2 separate regions of the Zea mays genome follow, and region 1 is linked to region 2. Evidence: chromatin contacts called from public Hi-C data. All regions are on one chromosome and are shown on one strand. The core of a region is the stretch at or near the end of the contact, and the rest is flanking DNA. Distances in the headings are between cores, read along the strand shown. Region 1 holds the start of LOC100281577. Region 2 holds the start of LOC100193860.

Region 1 (6,648 bases), core at 1,075-3,574, 270 kb after region 2:
CGAACCATTCTCTCCGGCGTGCTGTGAGCTGGATTCACCTGACTCTACGCTGCCATGAGGAACATGTTTGAGAAACTTTCTTTTCACCCTGGTGGAGTCGATCTCCTTCTTCTCCCTGTGCAGCTTCAGCTTCCTCACGAAACTCGGGTTCTGAAGGAGCTTGGCCAGGAAAGAGACCATCTGCCTCTGCCGGTCCTCTGCAGATTCCAGCCTGTGATTCAGCGTGCTCATTTGCTCAATTGTCTGGCGGTGTTCCTGTTTCAACCTTGCTACTTCTTCAAGCAGCGCGTTCTTCTCTCTCCTCAGCGTGTGGAGCTCAGGGTCCAAGCTGGACTCTCCAGAAGAAGAGCCAGGCTGAACGCTGCTTTGTTTTGTTGGGGAGGACCTGCGCCTGACAATCCTCTTCAATAGATGCTTGCTATCTCGCAGGAAATCTTCGTGAGCAAACTCCCATCTGTCAGCATGAACCTTGCGGAAACCCTGAGTACATTAAACAAGGTAGACAGAGTTATAACTACCAGAAAACAACAAAACAGATCCAATTTTTTTTCTTAAAGAAAACAATTAGCTACGCTAGAACTGTTCAAACGAATGTAAACATGCGATGAATTCCATTTGATGCAGTAATAAGCTAAAGCCTCATTCATAATGAGATCTCCACCTAAACCTACACCAAGTAACTAGCTACCAATTATCACTACCCAAGAACTAAACATCTATCAAGAATCAGCACTAAGATCTCCCAACCTCATCATTGACAATCAGGAAACTAATTTCAGAGTATCGAAGCAAGAGGCACATGCTTCAAGAAAGTACAGCAAACATGGAGAAAAGGTAAGCTGTAAGAGGTAGACGAGCACTATGCCAATCGCCCAATCCTGGGAAGACTGGGGCAGAGTGTTTAGCCGAAAATGCATAGCCACACAATGCAGCAAACAACCAACAAAACATTATGCAGCACTTGACCGGGAAATGAGAACGAATGTGCAGCTAGCCCTACTGCTGTACACTCCAAGAAGAAAGAATCGAATTGCAACAGAGGTGCGTATGCACATGTGGATCGTGAAGCTTACCTTGCATAGCGTCGCGTCCCGTGAAACGGATTAGCCTTTGCCCATCACAGGATCTACTCCTCAGGATTGCCTCAATCCTAATCCAATTTATAATTTGGTGCGGCCAGTTTTGATGCGTGTTACATGACGCGGTTCAGCTCAAGGAAGAAAGCAAGAACAGAGTACACACTCCATTTACAGGGCAGTTTTATACATGACTCACACGATACAACACCAATTAACAACCAAAAGAGAAACAAATCCGCAGCAATATCTCCATAGGCACTCTACACGTCAGCGGAATTTTTACTTAGGCGTACGGTACCCAAGATGATCAATAGCATAACAGGGGTCAGGGGGGGGGGGGGGGGGGGGGGGGGGCATGAGCCGAAGCAGAGCATTCCAACAACAGAGCGACGGATTGTGATTTGTGAGGGGAAACAGAGGAACGGAAGAGTTGTGTGTACGCACATAGGTGTTGAGCTGCCTGACGAAGCTGGAGAAATTGTTGTGCTTGAAGTTGTGCGGCAGCACGTCGCGCGCGAAGGTGGAGGGGTCCCACACGACGAAGCTGTTCCCGGCAGCGCCCCAGGAGATGACCCCGTCCAGCGCCGGCTCGTTCACCAGGTCGTACGTCTTGGACAGGAAGGGCGGCAGCTGCGGGCCTTGCAGCAGCGCCTCCAGCGGGCGCGGTTCGGCCGGCACGGCCACCGCCGGCATCAGCTGGTCCAGGGACACGAAGGGGCCCGGGGACGCCAGCTGCTGCAGCGGCAACTCCTCGTCCTCGAGTTTGGGCTCCAGCAGCATCGCGACGGCGGCGGCGTACGGAGCATCGGGGTCATTAGCGTGCGCGGTGGGGCGGGCGCGGTGCATGGTGGCATACGACGGGCGCGGTTGGGGGCGCGGGTGTTGAGGATTAGGAGGCGGCGGAGGGAAATGGGCGGCGAGAGGCGGGGCGGCGAGAGGCGGGGCGGCGAGGAATTTATAGGCTTCGGGTGAACCGACATACTGTGGCCGGCCATCGGCTGGCGCTCCGCGTGGACAACCCGAGGGACTGCTGCTGCCGGGAGACCGGCTCAGAGATGGCCGGCCATGTATCTGTGTAGTATACCCGAGCCCGAGGGTGGTTTTGGTGGGCGATCGCGGCGGGCCCCGCGGCGGGATTCTGGCCACTTGGCGGCGGGGCAGGGCAGTCTCGTGGCTGCGGACCGCAGGGCAAGGCGGTGCGCGCACGCGCTACAGCTACAGGGTAGAGCGGCCGGAAAATATCTTGGGGGAAGGAAAGCGCAGCGCAGGCGAGAGGCGATGCGGGCGCCGGGAGGCGGAGGGGTTTGCTTGGGGGCGAAGAGAGGCCGGGATATTTTGGGGAAGTTGTTCAGGTGAGGCGTGTGGTGGCCCGTGGCCGTGGCAGGTGGCCGTGTCAGCGAGGGCGGTGGTGTGGAGCCCTCGTGTAAGCTGCCTGGCGCCGAGGCGGTGGTGGAAACTGGCCGTCGCCGGTTTGCGTCATCACGGGGTCATCCACGGCGGCCTCTGCCGACAACCGGCGCTGCCAACGAACGCAACAGGAACTCTGGGTCACGACTGAGATGGCCAAAAGGGCCGCTCGGCCCGCCAGACACCGTTAGAAAACCGAGTCAGACCGGCTAAACTCATGAGATCAATTTTCTGTCCGAGTTCGACCCGCAGCGGGTCTAAATAGAACGGTAAAAAGTGGGTTGAAAAGCGGGCTAAGCCGATCGGTAAACACGTTTTAGTGTAAAAAAACGGGCTTAACGGATTTAGAGGCAAACGACCCATGCTGGGCTAGCTCGCCATGCCTAATTTTTTGTCAAGCATAACCCGTTTATTTGTGCCGGACCGGTCTAGACCCAAAAAGCGAGCTTTGTGTTGGGCTCGCAGGCCTCGTGCTTATTGGTCATTTATAGTCACCACTCACGACGGTTGCATAATAAAACTGGTGGACGAACATGCAGACAAGACTAGGCGAGCCGAGTAGCGGACCAAACATTTTCCCCTCTTTTCTTAAACAAAATAATAATAAAGTGGTCCATGCAAATAGCATAAGTATCCAACTTTTTCATAGTAAGATTGAAATCTAATAAGTTTATGGTATAATTATTATAGTTTTTTTTCTATAAGTTTCGTTATTTTTTTTTTAAAATAACATAAGAATACTCTAAATTTAATCGTTTATTCAAAACCAGAGGGGATATTTTTGTGTTGTGTTTATTGTTTACGAATTACGATTCCTCCCGCTCTGTCTATTGCTAGTGCCCGATAACACTACTTTTATTTAAATTCTTTAGTCACAAAAATACTAAAAAATCACGTAAAGGATAGAAATTAAGAAAAGAACTACCTGATCAATTTCCTTCGTCTCCTTGCTCTTTTAAGCACGAGTCAGGATGTTTAGCTGTTTAAAGATTTTTTTTTCAAAAATGCAGGAGAACTATGTATTATTATATTAAGAAGAAAATGTGAGATAAAAAAATAAACCTCATATAATTCCGCACAAACCCACGCACTGAATGATAGTTAGAAATACAACAATAGCTGTTCAAATATATTAGATGTTGTAGTTGTGGCTTTCTCAGTATAACTTATTAGGGCCGAAAACGTGGCGAGCTGAGCTTGGCTTGGCTCAGTCGCATTGTGAGTTGAAAAATACGGCTCGGTTCGGATTCGTTCAGGCTTGTGAGTGAGAGCACCTAGAGGGGGTGAATAGGTGATCCTATAAAAACTTAAAACTTATAGCCACAAAACTTGGTTAAGTGTTAGAGAGATAATACGAAGTGACTATAAAGCGAGCTCTTGCGAATCACAACAATCATACAAAAAGCAATCACAAGAGACACGCGAGTTATCCCGTGGTTCGACAAGTACAACACTTGTCTACCTCCATGTTGTGGCGTCCCAATGGACGAGGGTTGCACTCATCTCCTTTCAAGTGATCCAATGATCAACTTGAATACCACGTTGTTCTTCTTTCTTTACTCTTTCCCGTTTGCAAGGAATCTCCACAACTTGGAGTCTCTCGCCCTTACAATGAGGATCAAAGTGAAAGCACTAGAGTAAGGGAGGTAAGCAACACACACAAATCCACAGCAATACGCGCACACACAGCTAAGAATTGAGCTCGAATGAATCGCAACAAGTTCACCACTAGAACAGAGCTCAAATCACTGAGAATATCAATTGAGTGCGTAAAGACGGAGTGTGAGAGATTAAGATTGCTCAAAGTATGCTTGGTGTGCTCCTCCATGCGCCTAGGGGTCCCTTTTATAGCCCCAAGGCAGCTAGGAGTCGTTGGAAGCAATCCAGGAAGGCAATTCTTGCCTTCTGTCGGGTGGCGCACCGGACAGTCCGGTGTACCACCGGACATCCACTGTTCACTGTCCGGTGCAGATTGCTTTCCTAAATTGGCGCAGCCGACCGTTGAAGATTTGGAGCCGTTGGCGCACCGGACACCGCCCGGTGCCCCCGTCCGACCGTTGGCTCGGCCACGCGTCACGCGCGGATTGTGCGGTCGACCGTTGGCGCAGTCGACCGTTGGCTCACCGGACAGTCCGGTGAATTTTAGCCGTACGCTGTTGACTGTTTCTCAAGAGCGGCGACTTCGCCGCAGACGACTCACCGGACAGTCCGGTGCACCACCGGACAGTCCGGTGATTTATAGCCGTACGCCGTCGTCGAGACCCGAGAGTAGGCTGTTCATCGGGTCTGGTCCTAGCACACCGGACACTGTCCGGTGCACCACCGGACAGTCCGGTGCACCCAGACTGAGCAGCCTTTTGGCTGTACATAGCCAACTTTTCTCCAAAACGATTTCTCCTGTTTCTAGCACTTAGACATAATACATTAGTCTTCAAAACAATGTACTAAGTCTAGAAACATACCTTTAATCTTGATTTGCACTTCTTGAGTCTTTGGCACAAATATCACTCAAAGCATTTGTGTGGATCACTTAATCACCAAAATCTTATAGAAACGGCCCAAGGGCACATTTCCCTTTCAATCTCCCCCTTTCTGGTGATTTATGCCAACACAACAAAAGGCAACTAAAGAAGTGCAACATCAATGCAAATGAGAACAAAAATTTGTTTTTGATTCAAATTTAGCATAATTGGATCATTCTTTGCCACCACTTGGTTTGTTTTTGCAAATCAAACTCAATTTCTTATCTCTAAGTCAAATTCACTTGTTGAGGCATAGAGAGAGGTATTCCAAGAGAAATTGATCAAAGATTCAAAAACTCCCCCTTTTTCCCATAATCAAACATTCCCCCCACAAGAGACCAACTTTTGACAATAAGAGACAATAAGAGTATCTTGCCAAAACAAAAACTCTAACTCTACTATTTTCAAAATTCTCAAGTGGTAGCCGATCCATTTCTTGCTTTGGCCTTAATTTCTCCCCCTTTGGCATTAAGCACCAAAACGGGATCATTTTTGGCCCTTAAACCTCATTGCCTCACCAAAATCTTCAATTAAGAGTAAAAAGGCAATAAGAGCATGGAGATGAACTTGGAGTAAATTACCCTCTCATCGGAGTGCAGTGGAAGTCTTGCATGGTCCAAGTTCACCTTTTCCCTTTCAATCATCCTTTGAGACCAGGTTAAGAAAACTCAAGCACACGGTTAGTCTCAAAGGGTCAAGTTGTAGCATTTCTCCCCCTAAATATGTGCAACATTCACATATGGACTTGTGAGGTCCGGGGATCCCTTGCACAACTTGAGCACCATAAATAAGCAATAACATGCATAAAGGAACATGATCAAAGGCATAAAACACATGTATGCTATAGATCAATCTAAGTTACGCGAATCTAAGACATTTAGCTCACTACGCAGCCTGCAAAAGGTCTTCTCATCTAGAGGCTTGGTAAAGATATCGGCTAGCTGGTTCTTGGTGCTAACATAAAACACTTCGATATCTCCCTTTTGTTGGTGGTCTCTCAAAAAGTGATGCCGGATGTCTATGTGCTTTGTGCGGCTGTGTTCAACAGGATTGTCCGCCATGCAGATAGCACTCTCATTGTCACATAGGAGTGGGACTTTGCTCAGATTGTAGCCAAAGTCCCGGAGGGTTTGCCTCATCCAAAGTAGTTGCGCGCAACACTGTCCTGCGGCAACATACTCGGCCTCAGCGGTGGATAGGGCAACAGAAGTTTGTTTCTTAGAACTCCAGGACACCAGGGACCTTCCTAGGAATTGGCACGTCCCTGATGTACTCTTCCTATCGACCTTACATCCAGCATAGTCGGAGTCTGAGTATCTAATCAAGTCAAAGGTAGACCCCTTTGGATACCAGATCCCGAAGCAAGGCGTAGCAACTAAATATCTAAGAATTCGCTTAACGGCCACAAGGTGACACTCCCTTGGGTCGGATTGAAATCTAGCACACATGCATACGCTTAGCATAATATCCGGTCTACTAGCACATAAATAAAGTAAAGACCCTATCATAGACCGGTATGCCTTTTGATCAACGGACTTACCTCCTTTGTTGAGGTCGACATGTCCGTCGGTTCCCATTGGAGTCTTTGCGGGCTTGGCATCCTTCATCCCAAACTGCTTGAGCAAGTCTTACATGTACTT
Region 2 (7,100 bases), core at 5-2,504:
CCATGCTATACAAACATGACATTATCAAACATAAAGGAACACTCTAATTAATAAACTAGGATTTTTTTAAGCCAAGGATTAACTACAAATAACATATTGAATCAAGATACCATTTTTGCACCAAATACGCAAAAGAAATATAAGAATTACCAGCTTTGATTCAGATATATGAAGGTATTAAGATGTGCACATCTTGACATTAGTGAGATTAAATCAAACACATTGAGTACTTTAGTGAACTGTGAACGCTCCCTGAAATGTATGGAAGATAAAATAAAATTATGAACCCCCACCTGCCCTGGATATCCTCTTTCCCTCGTATCCTTCTCATGACACAAGATATGCCTGCGTTTGCACCGGTCATGACTGCAAAGTTCCGGGCTTGCACCAAAGGTCCACCAGCTAAAGCCTACAAATCACCCTGTTAGCATCGATATGCAAAATAATTGAACAAAAATATCACTATAAGGCACAGGAGTGATGGTTACAGCTTACAAATAAGTGAGCATTTCCTCAAATTTGTTTTGGGAGTAGTTATTGAACACAATGGATGATCCAAATAGTATATTGCTTTATGCAATTCATAGTCAATTGCTAGTTTTCTCTTAACCATATGATTATTGGTTACATTCAATTACATACAATGTTGTCCCAGACTCACACCAGCGATTACCCCATATCTAAACACAGTAAATTGCAGACAGAACTCACCCTATACGAGTCATTGTAATTAATAATAACCTTCATGCTACGATTACCGTCAAATCGTGGAACAGGCTAGAGAAACTAATGGTGAATTGCTTCCTTCCGCGGACAAACACTCTAAATGGATTGGATTAATCATCTGTAATTGCAATTTCGGAGCAAAAGACGAATTTTACACATATAAGCTACGTAAATCACCCAAGACGAGATTGGTTGACAACCTGGGCCTGCTTGAACGACGCCATGGCCTCTGGGTTGGCGTTGGGCGGCGGCTGCGGGATGGGGAACGGCGACCCGCCGTCAGCTGTGAGCGAGCCCATGAGCCCACCCAGAGCCCCGCCCTGCACCGCCCCCACGGCCGTGGTCACCGCGGCCTCGATTTGGATGGGTTGCTTCGCCATCCACGCGCGGAACCCGGCCTCAATCGCCTTCACGCGCCCGCTCCACTCCTCCAGAGGGTTGCTCACGCCGCGTAAACCCCCAGCCATCACCGCCGACGACGGCGAGGTCTTCAACGCCACGGCCGAATCCTCCCCTCGCTTGCCGTCCGCCATATCTCGTGACCTCGCGTTTCTCGCTCTCTCGGCGGCCACGCTTTATTATCCCCTCGGTATCTTCGCTTAACCTCGGCGGGCCTCCTCGTACGGCCGGCCCAACATTTCATTTCATTTCATTAGGCCCAACTAAACGAGCACCTGGGCAGCGCGTCTCGCCGGCGCTTTCCCATGGCGTGGCGATGGCTGCGCTCAGCGACGAGGAGGGGCTGGTGGAACGCGGCGCCGTCAGGGACGCCGTTGTTTGCGGCGGAGCAGCGCGCGACGTTGGTGAACGTGAAGGTGAAGTGGGTCAAGGACCGGGCCCTCGACGCTGCAGTGTCGCGGGAGCGGCACCTCCGCACCGCCCACCACCTGCTCGACCTCGTGTTCTCCCGGCCCGGCCACCGCGTCTCGCGGTCGGACCTCCTCGCTGAAAAGTCCGCTCGAAGGATATGTGGTTCCGCACACTCTTTGCTCGAGTTCCTCAGGAGATACCATACCATGTTCACGTTGTCCCGCGGCGGCGTGTCGCCGACAGACATGGCGTTCGTCCTGCGGCAGCGGGAGGTAGATTGTCTCTTCGCCACCGAGGGCGACCTCGTCGCCCGCCTCCGCCGTCTCCTCATGCTCACTCTCCCCCGTTCGCTCCCGCTCCACACCGTCGACCTTCTCCGCTGGGACCTTGGCCTGCCCAGCGATTACCAGGACTCCATCCTCCCCCGCTACCCTGACCACTTCGCCCTTGAGCAGCCGGAGGGCGACGAGCGCGTCTGGCTCCGCCTCCTCTCCTGGGACGATCTTCTCGCCGTCTCCGAGCTTGAGAAGAGCGCTGACGGAGGCGATACCACCTGCATCCCCTTCCCGGTGAGCTTCACTAGGGGTTATGGTCTGAGAAGCAAGTGCATGTCCTGGCTACGGGAGTGGCAGGCGCTGCCATACACCAGCCCATACGCTGACGCTTCAGGCCTCGACCGCCGCACAGACGTGTCGGAGAAGCGGAATGTGGGAGTGTTCCATGAGCTGCTGCACCTCACTGTGGCGAAGAGAACGGAGCGCCAGAATGTGAGCAATATGAGGAAGCTGCTTGGCATGCCGCAGAAGTTCACCAAGGTGTTCGAACGCCACCCTGGCATTTTTTACCTGTCCAGGGTTTGTGGCACTCAGATGGTTGTTCTTAGAGAAGCTTACGGCGGTGGAAGCCAGCTGCTTGAGAAGCATGCACATCCGCTTGTTGCTATCAGGGAAGAGTACTCCACTTTGTTGAGGGCAGCATTGCCACCAAGGACGAGGGGTAGAGAAAGACATGGTTCTTTTAGCAGGCAGCATGAGGGATGTGTGGTGGGAGGAGATGAATTTGAACTCTCCAAGTGAATGCACTTTAATTTATGTCTATCTGGTGTGCACTGGATATATCATGGATGCTCTGGATCCAAGAGGACAATCTCTAAACGTGTTGAACAGGTGCTCTGCGAATGATTCAGTGGGTATATGTCGTGATTGCTTCATCTGAACTTACATTATTATTCTGTTTGCGATTGCCCACCTTTATGCAGTGTTTATCCTAAGAATGCTGACAAATTTATCATTTCTTGCTTGTGCAGTTTGTGGCCGAGCTTATGTTGTAAACTTGTAATGCATGTTGTTATGGACCAAGAAAAACAGACCTGGGGTTCATTGGATTTTACATTACTTCATTCAATTGACGGCATCTTATGGAAGTTTTCATAATGGTAACCTGGCATCTGTATGCAGAGAATTGGTATTATCTTCCAGAGTTAGAAATCAGATTTGGGGCTTGGAAAAAGGATTTCACTGACGCATTCTGTATGCAGCTCCACTGAATCAAATAAGAAGCAAGGCTTGTTGCTGGCTTGTCTATTTTCGCTCTCCTATCATTTTCAATGAGCTCTCAGCTTTTGCTCTTAGTTTTCATCCTTTTTTCCTTTGAGGAAAATTTTGCCCTTCCTTATTGTACTTGCCTCGAAATTTGACAACCAGACACTTGAATTGCTTTTTTACCGTGAGAAGTCATGTAACATGAATCAGAAGACATTTCCTTCCAGAGGGGTGTCCTCACTGTGATCAAGCTAAGGAATCCATAAACCATCTTCACCTTTCTTGCATCCTTGTCAGAGTTTTTTTGTTCAGGCTATTCCAAATAGTAGGCCTACAAATCCTTGACATTCAGATTGGAGAAGAGTTCTTTGATGATTCGTGGGAGAAGATTATTCTTGCTGCTGGAGGATAATTGCAGAAAGACCTCAGCTCCTTTGTGATTCTTGGGTCTTGGACCATCTAGAATCACCGCAACATAAGTGTTTATGATGGGTGTCCTCTTGTTTGGCTAGAGCCTTATTTCTTGCTAGCCAGAAAATTCAGTTGTGGGGTTTGGCTGGGGCTAAAGGTATTTTTACCTTTTCATCTAGTTGTCGCAGAAGTGTGTGCGTTCTTTAGGTTGTGGCCGTATTCTTTTTCTTGGTGCAAAGGTGATTTATACAAGTTTCTTTTTGGGTGTGTGTTATAGATGGCCAAATGGGCCGTGCCTAACGGGCCGGCCCGAAGCACGGCCCGTTTAATAGTGTCGGGCTAGGCCCGACACGAGAACTGTGCCGTGCTTGGGCCGCTGGCTCGGCCCGCAGTGCCAGCCCGGCCCGGCACGATTATATGTTTTTTATTTTATAAAACATAGTATATATATATTAACATTTTATATTCGATATTTACAACAAATACACTAGAGTTCTACTGGTTAGTCTGTTTCAGTTAGTGCGTTCCTCCTGTTGGAGGGAGGGCGCGGGTTCAAATCCTCGTCCATACACTTAACGGGCCGGCCCGGCACGACTACCAGGCCGGCGTGCCGTGCTTGGGCCGTGGCTGCGGCACGCGGGCCGGCCGGGCACGGCCCAATTATCCGTCGGGCCTAACGGGCCCGGGCCGGGCCGCCCGTTTGGGCATCTATAGTGTGTGTGGTGTTTTGTAAGGTCCTCCTCTTTTAATACAATAATACACAGTTCTCATACATGTTTGAGAAAAAAAAAGCGTACTCTGATTCTATGGAATAAAATTGTAAATTAGTTCTATAAAATGACACCCACCAGGTAAGAATGGAACACAGTGATGCGGCCACCTCTGGAGGGCCTCTTTGGCGACCGTAGAGGTGAGAGGAGGAGGAGGCTAGAACCAGGAACAGATCTGAGAGGGTAAGAACTGTGGCTAGGTAGACGGGCGTCGTCACCGCGGCTGGCAGCTTGCCGAGCCACGATGATCGAGATAGTCCCGCCCAACTGCAGGGAGACTTTATTCCTCGATGATCCTAATACAAACTACGGGTCTGCCTTTATAGTATGAGGCGACCCTTCAAAAGGAACTAAATAACTGAAACTGGAAGTAAACTAATGCATATCCTTTATTCTGGAAACAAACTAATGCATATCTCCCTGTAATAAAAACTTGCCTACTAACCGGATTGCTAGCCACTTTTCTGATCACTTTCCTTGTTTGATTCTGCTGCTGGATCCTGGCGCCTGCGCCTCTGGTACTTGCAGCCTACAAATGCATCAGTAACATTTCTCCCCTCCGCAAGAAACAGCTCGTCCGCGAGCTTAAAAAGAGGATACGTCTGTGTGAAGTCTTCCAATTGCTCCCAAGAGGCATCTGATGCTGGCCGACCCACCCAATGGACTAAGAGTTCCCAAACTCCTCGATTCAGCCGAGCCTTGAGGACCTTGTTTGGAGTTGGAATGACTCTGCCATGCAGAATTTCCGGTAATGGAACGATGGCGGTTGGTGCTGTGCCTTCAAACTTTTTTAACAAGGATACATGGAAGACGTCGTGGATCCGGGCCCGTGCTGGCAGCTGCAACTTATAAGAGACTTTCCCAATGCGACTTGTTACCTGGTAGGGCCCAAAGAAGCGAGGACCCAATTTCGACGGAGCAGCCGCGGTGACACCCACTGCTGTTCGCTGTTGTAAACGGAGCCATACCCAATCGCCTTCGTGGAATTCGACCTCTCGTCGTGACTGATCTTGATATGTTTTCATCACAAGTTGTGCCTGTACCAGCCTTTCCTTGATTTCAGTCAGAAATTCATCTCGTTCCTGGAGCTGCTGATCTACCGCTGCCACCTTTGCGACACCAGGATGGTAAGCTAACAATGTTGGTGGCTCTCGGCCATAAACTACCCGAAAGGGAGAACATTTGAGGGCGGAGTGGTACGAAGTGTTGTAACAAAATTCTGCCCATGGTAACCACTGTAACCAAGTTCTTGGACGGTCGCCGGCTAGGCAGCGAAGATACATGATAATGATCTGATTGACCACTTCCGATTGGCCATCAGATTGAGGATGAAAGGCGGAACTCATGTGCAGTTTTACCCCAGCTAAGCGAAACAGCTCGGTCCAAAAAACACTAGTGAAAACCGTGTCCCGATCACTAACAATGGAGCAAGGAAAACCATGAAGCCGGACAATGCCATCAAAGAAGGCCTTGGCGACTGAGGCTGCTGTGTATGGGTGGCCTAATGGGATGAAGTGCGCCATTTTGGAAAATCTGTCCACCACTGTTAGAATTACTGATTTACCGCCCACCTTGGAAAAACCTTCCACAAAATCCATGGAAATATCACTCCAAATGCCTGCTGGAATTGGTAATGGTTGCAGTAGCCCGGCAGGATGTAAGTGGACTGATTTGTTGCGTTGACATACGGAGCAGCCCTTCACATATTCTCTGATTCGTTGGAGGGCATGAGCATTATAAAATGTAGCCCGCCAACGGTGCACCGTCTTCTCCACACCTTCATGCGCCCCATCATGGGCATCGGCCAAGAGGAGTGGCCACATAGCGGATGCATCTGGGACGAAGATCTTGCCTTTAAACAGCAGCAACCCATCTACTTCAGTCCAGTCTTCTTTGGCTGTTCCTGCTTCCAACTGAGCACGGATAGCCTGCACCTGGGAATTAGTGGCCGCCTCATCTCGCAAGTTGTCAAACAGCGAGAATATGGGGAGTGATATGCTGTGCACAGTGCCCATTGGTTCTTCCCGCCGAGATAAAGCATCTGCAGCACCATTCAATTTGCCCGGACGATATTCAACAGTCAAATCATAGCCAAATAATTTACTGACCCATGTGTGTTGGGGAATGGTGGAGAGCCGCTGGTCCAAGATGAACTTCAAACTGTAATGATCCGTCCTGACTGTAAATGCACGTCCCCAGAGATATGGGCGCCAGTTGCGGACGGCCTTTACCAACCCGATCAATTCCCGCTCATAAGCGGGCAATTTCTGGTGATGGGGCGCAACTGCCCGGCTGAAGAAGGCAATCGCACCATCACCTTGATGGAGCACAGCGCCGAACCCTGCTCCTGAGGCATCGCAGTCCACCATGAAGCGCTTGGAGAAGTCCGGCATTTGGAGGAGTGGTGATGTCATCAATGAATGTTTAAGTTGTAGGAAGGCTGCATCCGCAGCGTCCGACCACCGAAAGGCCTCTTTCTTCAAGAGGGCTGTCAGCGGGGCAGCCACCTCGCCATAGCCAGCGATGAATTTGCGGTAGTAGCCGGTGAGGCCAAGGAAGCCCCGCAGCGCCCGGAGAGACTGCGGGCGAGGCCATGCCTCCACCGCCTCGACCTTTGCGGGATCCATGGCGACGCCGGCCTTGGAAATGATGTGTCCTAGATAAGACACTGTTTCTTCCCCGAAGAAACACTTGGAGCGCTTCAGGAATAACTTGTTGTCGCGTAGGACTTGGAAGACCTGTTTCACATGCTGCAAATGTTCTGCCCATGTCTTGCTGAAAATCAGTATGTCATCAAAAAAGACCAGGACAAACTTCCGAATATAAGCTTTGAGGACGTCAT

The links. Hi-C and Micro-C count contacts between places; a contact is called where the count stands out from the background.
Region 1: a contact with region 2 is called in a Hi-C map of ear, with 2.6 times the contacts expected there. The contact joins the promoter of LOC100281577 here to the promoter of LOC100193860 in region 2. A contact is called at or near these places in 2 of 25 Hi-C or Micro-C datasets (ear and tassel).

The regions. Positions count from the first base shown.
Region 1 is chr5:171,521,187-171,527,834 of Zm-B73-REFERENCE-NAM-5.0, forward strand. It overlaps LOC100281577, which reads right to left and starts at 2,325. Exons shown (of 2, transcript NM_001368321.1): 1 at 1,524-2,325; 2 at 1-480. The coding sequence starts at 1,925.
Region 2 is chr5:171,251,385-171,258,484 of Zm-B73-REFERENCE-NAM-5.0, forward strand. LOC100193860 reads right to left here and starts at 1,255. Exons shown (of 6, transcript NM_001138940.1): 1 at 927-1,255; 2 at 294-409; 3 at 1-5. The coding sequence starts at 1,193. It overlaps LOC100276565, which reads left to right and starts at 931. Exons shown (of 2, transcript XM_008683418.3): 1 at 931-2,702; 2 at 2,843-3,744. The coding sequence starts at 1,431. The coding sequence ends at 2,612.